Linked DNA regions of Mus musculus: region 1 is linked to region 2. A link is a contact called in public promoter capture Hi-C data. All regions are on one chromosome and are shown on one strand. Each heading gives the region's core, a stretch centred on a gene start, on an enhancer-like site or on the middle of the called end of the contact. The rest is flanking DNA. Distances are from core to core; before and after follow the strand shown.

Evidence for each region. Capture Hi-C pulls out chosen DNA fragments and counts their contacts.
Region 1: a promoter capture Hi-C map of adipose tissue shows a contact between it and region 2. The contact joins two enhancer-like sites. A contact is called at or near these places in 3 of 9 other capture datasets (adipose tissue, liver and pancreatic islet).

The regions. Positions count from the first base shown.
Region 1 is chr2:130,817,248-130,822,246 of GRCm38.p6, forward strand. It overlaps 4930402H24Rik (RIKEN cDNA 4930402H24 gene), which reads right to left. Exons shown (of 37, transcript NM_029432.2): 3 at 3,222-3,341. Among named protein-coding and RNA genes, the nearest start is that of 4930402H24Rik, 20 kb to the right of the region's middle. Within about 2 kb of position 2,179, at least 82 of the 459 cell types and tissues checked have an H3K27ac peak or open chromatin away from gene starts, as enhancers often do. A contact at or near this core is called in adipose tissue, where this site is marked.
Region 2 is chr2:130,436,101-130,440,947 of GRCm38.p6, forward strand. Vps16 (VSP16 CORVET/HOPS core subunit) reads left to right here. Exons shown (of 24, transcript NM_030559.3): 2 at 1,522-1,610; 3 at 1,815-1,912; 4 at 1,997-2,125; 5 at 2,207-2,351; 6 at 2,469-2,584; 7 at 2,683-2,805; 8 at 2,946-3,001; 9 at 3,336-3,425; 10 at 3,520-3,614; 11 at 3,741-3,817; 12 at 4,131-4,262; 13 at 4,352-4,479; 14 at 4,607-4,642; 15 at 4,800-4,847. Among named protein-coding and RNA genes, the nearest start is that of Ptpra, 12 kb to the right of the region's middle. Within about 2 kb of position 3,046, at least 12 of the 459 cell types and tissues checked have an H3K27ac peak or open chromatin away from gene starts, as enhancers often do. A contact at or near this core is called in adipose tissue, where this site is marked.

The sequences.
Region 1 (4,999 bases), core at 929-3,428, 380 kb after region 2:
CAGGAGACAGGGGTCTGATCTCCTCAGACTCAAGTCGCAGACAGTTGTGAGTCACTGTCTAGGCACAGGGAATTGGATCCAGTCCTCTGGAAGAACACCCAGTGTTCTTAACCACTGAGCCATCTCCCCAGACCCCTGAAAGAAAGGCCATTTTATTTTATTCAAGGCAAGGTCTTTTTATCCTAGCCCTGTCTCGGAATCTCCTAGGTAGACCAGGCAAGCCTCCCAAGTGCTGGGATTAAAAGCTTGAAACACTTTTCCTGGCCAAGAAATTTAAAGTCAAAATCTGAAACAAACAATAAACTGAAAAAATAAACTGATGGTGTCTCCTACTAACATTAGAAGCTGCATCTATGAAGTCTCACCAACATGACTGTCCAAGCATGGGCTGCACAGGGCCACCACCAATGGACATGCCAACATGGGCAGAGAAAAACCGGCGAAGCCTCAACCCTACACACAGAACTGTGGTCGCTGAGAAAAAGCTGCGAGTGGGAGAGCTGTTCTTCCCAAGGAAGAGCACACCAACTGGCTGTCCAGTGACAAATAGTCAGCCCTGAAAGCATACATAAAATAATATTATATGGACTGAGGAGATTAGATATAGGAATATATATATATACACACATATATACGTATATATGTATGTATGTATATATGCTCAATAATAATTAAAGAAAAAAGAGGCCAAGGATTGAAAGAGGGGGAGGGCCACATAAGAGGGTTTAGAGCAGTGGCTCTCAGCCTTCCTAATGCTGTGATCCTTTCATACAGTTTGTGGTGGTGACCCCAAACCACAAAATTATTATTGTTGCTCTTTCATAACTGTTATTTGTCACAATGTAAATGTCTTTTGGAGACAGAGGGTTGCCAAAGAGGTTGCAACCTGCAGGCTGAGAAACATGAAGGAAAGGTTAGGAAAATGTGTTACAATGTATTATAATGTCAAAACCTAAGAAGAAAAGGACCTGAAGAAGATCACAGTGGTGGCTGTGCATGCAAGCCTGCAGCAAGAGGCTGAGAAGCGCCTGCATCTGAAGCCAGCCTGATACAGAGTGAGAGCTTACCTCAGACGGAAAGGTAAGGAAAACCAAAGAAGATGCTAACTCAAAGTACTTTCAGTCTCCCTTTTCTGCGATCATAATAAAAAGGACAGCTCTAGCTAAACTATATGAATAGTATTGGGGTCTTTTCCAAGGTAAAATTTTCTCAGACAGAAAGATAAGGAAGAAAAAAATGAAGAAAGGATACTAACTCAAAGTCTCCTTTTTCTGTGATCTTAATAAAAAGAACAGCTCTAAGAAAACTATATGGGGGCTGGTGAGATGGCTCAGCGGGTAAGAGCACTGACTGCTCTTCTTAAGGTCCTGAGTTCAGATCCCAGCAACCACATGGTGGCTTACAACCACCCGTAATGAGATCTGACCCTCTCTTCTGATGCGTCTGAAAACAGCTACGGTGTACTTATAAATAATAATAAATAAATCTTAAAAAATATTAAAAAAAGAAAACTATATGGGTAGTATTGGGGTCTTTTCCAAGGTAAACTTCCAAAGATGATACAACTCAGAACTATTTAATAGGAAAACTCTTCACTGCATGACAGGCTTTCTTGTTTATTTTGTGGTGATCAGCAGCAGCCTTGGTGCCCACTAGATGCCAGTAGTGCCACAGATCGAGCCATGGCCATCAAAACTGTCTTCAGACATTGCTAAATGTCCCCCAAGGGACAAAACGGCCCCCCATCTGAGACCACACTACTCAAGTGAGATCATCTGACATGGAATGTTTGCTTTCATGGCATCCCAGCTGCCTTGCAAGTGCCTAGTCTCTTGTCCAGTCTTACTTGTTTGTTCTATGTCTCCTGACTCATCTTGCAGACAATTTATAATGCTAAGTACACGATATGAGAAGTAGCTCCTGGGCAACAGCCCACAGGAGCATCAACGCTCGCAGTGTCTCCAAGCCAGAGAAGGCAGACTGCAGGCAGAAAGCCTGCATTGTATTAAAGTCACACAAAAAAACAATTCCCAAAGACAGCAGGACAATAGCCCCTTGTTCCTCAGCTAAAGATCCACATAAAATCTTCTTTCTCACAGAGCAGCTTACAAGAGCAGTCCGTCTTTGCCTCAAAGCAGAGAGTGCTTTCACTGGCAACAGCACACGATCTGAACCTTCCGTGAAAAGGAGCAGCGGGCAATCCTAAGAAAAACTAGCACCCTGCCAAGAGACAAAGCCAAACACCAATGTCTGCTTTGGTCTCAAAGATGATTTACCCAATAAATGTATTCTGAAAACTGCTGCTGACAGTCCGTTATCCAGTCCATGACCAATAGGAATATTCTATTTTAATAGGTCAACACGGAAATGCTATTTTTCACTATTAAAAAGATAAAATCTTACCTGGTATAATCCTAGCTACTTGGGAGGCTGAGGCCAGAAGGCTGCCAATTTTAAGACCAATCACATTATTCAAACAGTAAAACAAAATAAGGCAAGAATTTAGTGGAGCTTTGGACTATTTAAATTCTGCTTATATTTTCCTATTAAAAGATCACAAACAGGGTGCTGAGTGTATGTCTTTAATCCCAGTACTAAGAAGGCAGAGGCAGGTAGATCTCAGAGTTCAAGGCCAGCCTGGTCTATACAGTGAGTTTCAAGCCAGTTAAAGCTATATGAGACTCTGTCTCAAAACAAATAAATAATAACAAAAACCCAAAAAACACAGACACAGAAATAAAAAATCATGAACTGGGGATGTCCAGATGGCTCAGCAGTTAAAAGTACTTGCTACTCTTCCAGAGGACCTGGGTTTGATTCCCAACACGTGAATGGTGATTTACAACCATCTGTAACTCCAGTTCCAGGAGATCTGATGTCATCTACTGGGCTCCAAGGGCCTCAAGCATGGGAGCACACACACATGCATACACACACACACAGTACACATACATACATGCAAGCAAAATAGTACAATACAGTAAAATTAAAATTAAAACAATTTTTACAAGAAGATCACAGCTGTGCGTGGTCTTTAATTCCAGCACTCGGGAGGCAGAGGCAGGTGGATTTCTGAGTTCGAGGCCAGCCTGGTCTACAGAGTGAGTTCCAGGACAGCCAGGGCTATACAGAGAAACCCTGTCTCAAAAAAAATCATGAATTAAGGGTCCAAAGAAATAAATGACTCTCTCCTACCTTTTGCTAATATAATATAGACTTACCATCTAGAATTTCTTCAGAAAATCCCGTTTTCTCAAAATCAGTGGCATTCTGACTGTACAAACCAAAAAGCAGGTAATTTGCCAGCTCTCTACAGCCTTCATTGTACCTGCTGTCAATTCCTGCAAAGCAAAGAAGGCTTAGGATTAGCTGGCCTATACCATGGAATACAGTAAGAGCCCGTTTAGTAAGGCCTTGATGGCCAAACCAGGTTTGTGCTAAAACTAAATAAATGACCCCTTGTAAGAGAAACGGGCTGAGGCATAAGGTACCTTCCTTGGATCTCAAAATCTACACAGGTCGGAGAATTAAGCAACAAGATTACTAAGGCTGTTAATTCTGAAAAGCATTTTTTCTTTCAGTTTTTACTTTACATGTATAGGTGTTGAACTTCCATATGTATGTGTATCATGTGTGGAAGAGCACCCTCCATGATCTACCAGATCCCCTAGAATTAGAGTTATAGATGGTTATGAGTCACCATGTAGGTGCTGGGAATAGAACCTGGGTTTTCTGGAAAAACACCAAGTGCTCTTATCTATGAACCACCTCCAGCCCATATGAAGCATTTCTTACGGGCAAAAGGAACCAGAAAATATGGTGTTCTGTGGATTTACTACAGATCTTGGAATATTTTGTTAGCCTAAGAACAGATCTCAGAGAGATCCTCATGAAAAAACGTATATGATCAACTAAAGACAAGTTAAAGTGGTTCGAAAAAAGAGGAAGACAAGTGGACAGACTAGCACCCACTGGCCCTTCCCAAATGTCAGAAGCAGTGTTTAGACTGCACTGTAAGGGGTGGTGCAGTGACACACACTCCTGCAGATAACCTTCACTAAGGTTAGTCTAGAAAGGCTGGACCAGAGACAAAAGGAAATTACACGACACTGTCTTTACTTCTGTCTCTCAATGACTTTGCCATCCGAGGACTACAGCTATTGGCAGGATGGAAGGATCAGAGGCAAGCAACTGCTCTCTGTGTGGTTTTGAAAAGAAAGGGTTGGGCTGGCTAGATGGCTCAGCGGGTAAGAGCACCTCCAAGGTCCTGAGTTCAAATCCCAGCAACCATATGGTGGCTCACAACCATTCATAACGAGATCTGATGCTCTCTTCTGGAGTGTCTGAAGACAGCTACAATGTGCTTACATACAATAAATAAATCTTAAAAAAAAAAGAAAAAAGAAGCCGGGTGGTGGTGACACACGCTTTTAATCCCAGCACTTGGGAGGCAGAGGCAGGCGGGTTTCTGGGTTCAAGGCCAGCCTGGTCTACAGAGTGAGTTCCAGGACAGCCAAGGCTACACAGAGAAACCCTGTCTCGAAAAAAAAAAAAAAGAGAGAAAAAAGAAAGAAGAAAGAAGAGAAAAGAGAAAAGAGAAAAGAGAAAAGAAAAAAGAAAAAAGAGAAGAAAGGGTTGCAGCAGGCACAGTGGCGCCAGGACTTTAATACTAGTATTAGGGAGGCAGAAGCAGGCAAGTCTCTGAGTTTGAGACTAGCCTGGTCTACAGAGCAAGTTTCAGGACAGTCAATGGCAGGCAGGCAGGCTTGTGGCGGGAGCTCCCTCTTTATCTCACTAACACCACCCCTCTTTTTTTTTTTTTTTTTTTTTTTTTTTTTTTTTTTTAAAGATTTATTTATTATTATATCTAATTACACTGTAGCTGTCTTCAGACACACCAGAAGAGGGCATCAGATCTCATTACGGGTGGTTGTGAGCCACCATGTGGTTGCTGGGATTTGAACTCAAGACCTTCGGAAGAACAGTCAGTGCTCTTAAC
Region 2 (4,847 bases), core at 1,796-4,295:
TAGGTACATATATAGATAGGTGGATGGGTAGATAAATATATAATATATAAGTATATTATTTAATACTATATTATAATATTTATTTTAATATCATACATTAAAATATATAAATGTATTCATGAGATTTATCAGAATGGCTTACAGGCTCCAGATAATCTAATAATAGCTGCCTATAAATGAAAGGTCTAGGAATCCAGTAGTTGCTCAGTCCACCAGGCTGTCTCAGCTGGTCTTCAGTAGATGCTGTAATCCAGAAGATGTAGGCTCTAGCACCAATGAAGGAATGGACTTACTAGTGAGAGCAAGAACAAGCAGGCAAAGAGAGAAAGCTTCGGTCTTCCACATGCTTTATATAGGCTTCCAGCAGAAGGTGTGGTCCAGATGAAAGGTGGACCCCCCCCCTCTTCAAATAATCTAATTAAGAGCATTCCTCCTAGGTATGCCAGGCATTTGGGTTTTAGTTAATTCTGCATGTAGTCAAGTTGACAACCAAGAATAGACATCACACAGAACACTTCAGATTTTAAGATGATGGGTGTACAACCATCTAGTAATAGCTTTGTTCTTTCTCTAGAATAGTTTCCTTAAATTATTTTGACTAGAGCCCTCAGAGGGGTGTCAAGTGCAATGGTAGGCATGTTTCTGATGGTTAATTAGAAGACCCCTGAGATAAACAAAAATTTTCTCTTTACTTGCATTTTCTTTTGATGTTCCAGAATAACATCCACTTTTCTCTGCCCCTTCCCTGCTCTTCCAAGCAAACAGTGATAGCATGATAAACTTAAGCCCATTCCAGGCAGCATGCATTCATGCACACACCTAAGGTTGCAGTATGTATTCACGCACACACTAGGGTTGCAGTATGTATTCATGCACATACTAGGGCTACAGCATGCACACACCTAGAGCTGAAGGCTTCTCAGCTTGCTTGTGGTTTTGTCACTTCCTGCAAGCTAGGAGTCACAGAATGCCATCACCAGGACTCCCCCCAGCAGTATCTCTTGGAAAAGCTCATTTTGGGTATCATCTTTCAGACACTGAATTTGGTGCTTCTAAAACTAGCTTCACCTAGAACTCTAGCTTGACCCTTAGGCAGAAAGAGCATTATCTAATTCATCATTGGAACCAGAAATAAAAGAGGCCTCCTATTCAATAGGTGGACCTCTGAAGGTCTCGCTTTCCTACTGGTTCCAGGCAGAGCCAGCAACGGTACCTTTGCACCATTTCAGTGTCTTATACATAACCTGCCCATCTCAGATGCTCCTGCCAACAGTGGACACTTGCCTCAAAAACTATACCCTTTCTTGTGGGTACCCTGTGCTACCTCACCTGTGGTCCCCAGGCCTACATGATATAGTCAGTTTCTAGTCACCATCCCCCTCTCTTCCTCTCATGTGGGGAGGAAAAGACTCCTCCACTAGATAAACGGTAGCTTCAGGCATTCCTCTGGGGCTTATTCTGTCTAGATAGAGGATCAGGAGGACAGGACAAGGACGCTAATCTGGTTGTCTCTGTGAGTAGGAAGTATGAGCTGTACAGCATGGACTGGGACCTGAAGGAGGAGCTCAAGGATTGCCTGGTGGCTGCTGCACCCTATGGGGGTCCCATTGGTATGCTCCCTCTATTACTACTACATACTGTGGGCTCCCAGGGTGTTGTTTGGGTTGTTCTCTGCCAATTCTCCTTCTAAATGTTTTTAGTTTGGGTTCTCACGAGGCTGGGTTCCCATGGGCTGAACCTGAGTAAATGATCCAGGAGGCCTACCTTACATGGGTCCTGAGGTTCTAGGACAGAAGTCTCTTCTCAAATTGCAGCTCTACTGAGGAACTGTTGGAGAAAAGAGAAAGCTGCCAGCGTGCGGCCAGTACTGGAGATCTACTCTGCATCTGGCTTACCACTGGCTAGCCTGCTGGTAAGCATGGAACCTATCCCTACTGTGTGATGGGCAGGGCTGGCTGATTCTAAGGAAAGCCATGGGAACCTTTCTCCTCTGCAGTGGAAGAGTGGGCCTGTGGTGGCCCTCGGCTGGTCAGCTGAGGAGGAGCTGCTCTGTGTGCAAGAAGATGGTGCAGTGCTAGTTTATGGCCTTCATGGAGACTTCCGGAGGCACTTCAGCATGGGCAATGTAGGAGCCACAGGAGCCTGAGGAGGGAAGGGGGACCTCTCTTCACCTGTGGGTTTCTTAACCCACGGTCCATCTTGTTAGGAAGTGCTTCAGAACCGTGTCCTGGATGCCCGGATTTTTCACACTGAGTTTGGTTCAGGGGTGGCCATCCTTACAGGAGCCTATCGCTTTACTCTGAGTGCCAATGTGGGTGACCTCAAACTCCGTCGGATGCCAGAGGTGCCAGGTAAGCCCTGATACTTAAGAGAGCCCTTCAATACCACGGATATGCTTCCAGACTGGAACCAGCAGAGACACACACTATGGGCTCTAGTCATTTCAGGTTTCCTCTTCCCTGTCACAGGTCTGCAAAGTGCACCCTCATGTTGGACCACACTGTGCCACGACCGAGTACCACACATTCTTCTGGCTGTAGGACCCGATCTTTACCTTCTGGATCATGCTACCTGCTCTGCAGTGGTGAGAACCTAAGTGGGAATGAAATGGAAGGGCTGGTCAACAAGTAGGAAGGCATTGAGAAGTCAGTTTATCTGGTTTCCTCCTTGGTCCTGCCCCAGACACCTGCTGGCTTAGCCCCAGGAGTGAGCAGCTTCCTACAGATGGCTGTATCCTTCACGTATCGTTACCTGGCACTCTTCACAGACACAGGCTACATCTGGATGGGGACAGCATCACTCAAGGTGTGGTTCTAGGACAGCAAGGGATACTGTGCTTTGTCCAAGGAAGATCTGTTGTGGATAGAGCCATGGCTTTTCAACAGCAGGATGACTGTTGAACAGCAGATGCTGGGGCAGGGCCATGACATGCTGTGCTGTTTCAGGAGAAGCTGTGTGAGTTCAACTGCAACATCCGGGCTCCCCCGAAGCAGATGGTCTGGTGAGGATAGAGGCGTTCTTAAAGGGTGGGGTTAGAGCATAGCCTTGTTGCCTGGGACAGCCTGAGTCATCCTGTCTTCTGGCCAGACTAAGTGGAACATAGGCCTTCTCTTCTCTGCTGCACTTAAAGGAGAACTTTGTCCTCTATGGGCCACTTGACTGGTAGTGTAAGAGCGAGACGGAAACAGATAGGTCAGCATGTGGCCAGGGAAATGGGCTCCGGGACACAGTGTGTTCAGGCTGTCCCCAGGAAAAGGGGTGCAAGCAATGCAGAAGACACAGCTATGGGCCCAATATCTCGAGTATCCCAGTAGTGTATATGCTATTGCTCATAGGTGTAGCCGTCCTCGGAGCAAGGAAAGGGCTGTTGTTGTGGCCTGGGAGAGGCGGCTGATGGTGGTGGGCAATGCGCCTGAAAGCATCCAGTATCCTTGGACACATCCTGTATGGGCTGGGAGAGGGAAGGAAAAGGAGGTTACCCTATCTTTGGATGCTCTTAGTAGCCTTGACTGAACTCAGGTTTGTGCTCGATGAGGACTCCTACTTAGTGCCTGAGCTTGATGGGGTCCGCATCTTCTCCCGAAGCACCCATGAGTTCCTGCATGAAGTCCCAGGTGAGGCTCCCACAAGCATACCGTGGGGCTCTGGGCAGGTGCTCCTGATCCAAAACAGGATCTGGGTATTAAGGGCAGAACTGAGAATTTTCATATGTCATTTCTACTCAAAAACTCCTCTTCTAGTGGCCAGTGAAGAGATCTTCAAAATTGCCTCAATGGCCCCTGGAGCACTGCTGTTAGAGGCCCAGAAGGAATATGAGGTAATTTCCGGGCAACTTCTAAGATTCCCAAGATGCTCTCTTCCTTTCTCTTCTCTTGACTAGACCAGCCCTCTGCCCCTGCCTGAGCACCCATGATAAGCCAGGGGCTACCTGACAGGGGAGGGGGTTAGATAAGACACTGACTTGAGCTGGCTAAGGCTAGCACATGTAAACTGGCAGGGCTACCCTACTGTCCACAGGCTCAAGTTGGTGCTTTCCAAGACCTCTCCATTTGAACTATGTAGTCCCATGAGGCTGGGGACCAGAGTGAGACTGTCTGTGTAATGTTCCATCTCTGGGCCTCTCCCCACAGAAAGAGAGCCAGAAAGCAGATGAGTACCTGCGGGAGATCCAGGAACTGGGCCAGCTGATCCAGGCTGTGCAGCAGTGCATTGAGGCTGCAGGACATGAGCACCAGCCAGACATGCAAAAGAGTCTGCTCAGGGTTGGCCTGGAGGGGCTTAGGGGAGGGTGTGTGGGAACTGGGGTGCGCTGGGCAGCCAGGGAAGTTCATTTCCATTTGGTTCTTTTTAGGCGGCTTCATTTGGAAAGTGTTTCCTTGACAGATTTCCACCTGACAGCTTCGTGCACATGTGTCAGGACCTTCGAGTGCTCAATGCTATTAGAGACTACCACATTGGGATCCCTCTCACCTACACCCAGTATCCCTATGTATGGCATGAGGGTGTTTACAACTGGGCATGGCAGGATAAGGGGCAGGAGATGTGGTCTGCAGATCCCTGGCAAACAGGCCTTATATCAACTGATCCTTAACCAAGGAAAACACAGATACAAGCAGCTCACCATCCAGGTGCTGCTAGACAGGTACAGACGCCAGGGGGGCTATAGGAGGGCAAGGGCGGGTAGTATTATGTGGGGACTCATGGTTTAGGACTGGGAGGCGTAAGTCGGGCTAGGGCTATTCTGCCTGCTCGACCTCACTTTGCCTCACAACTTTTTCCCTTACTCCTTTATCTGCCAGGCTTGTGTTGCGGAGGCTTTATCCCCTGGCTATCCAGATATGCGAGTA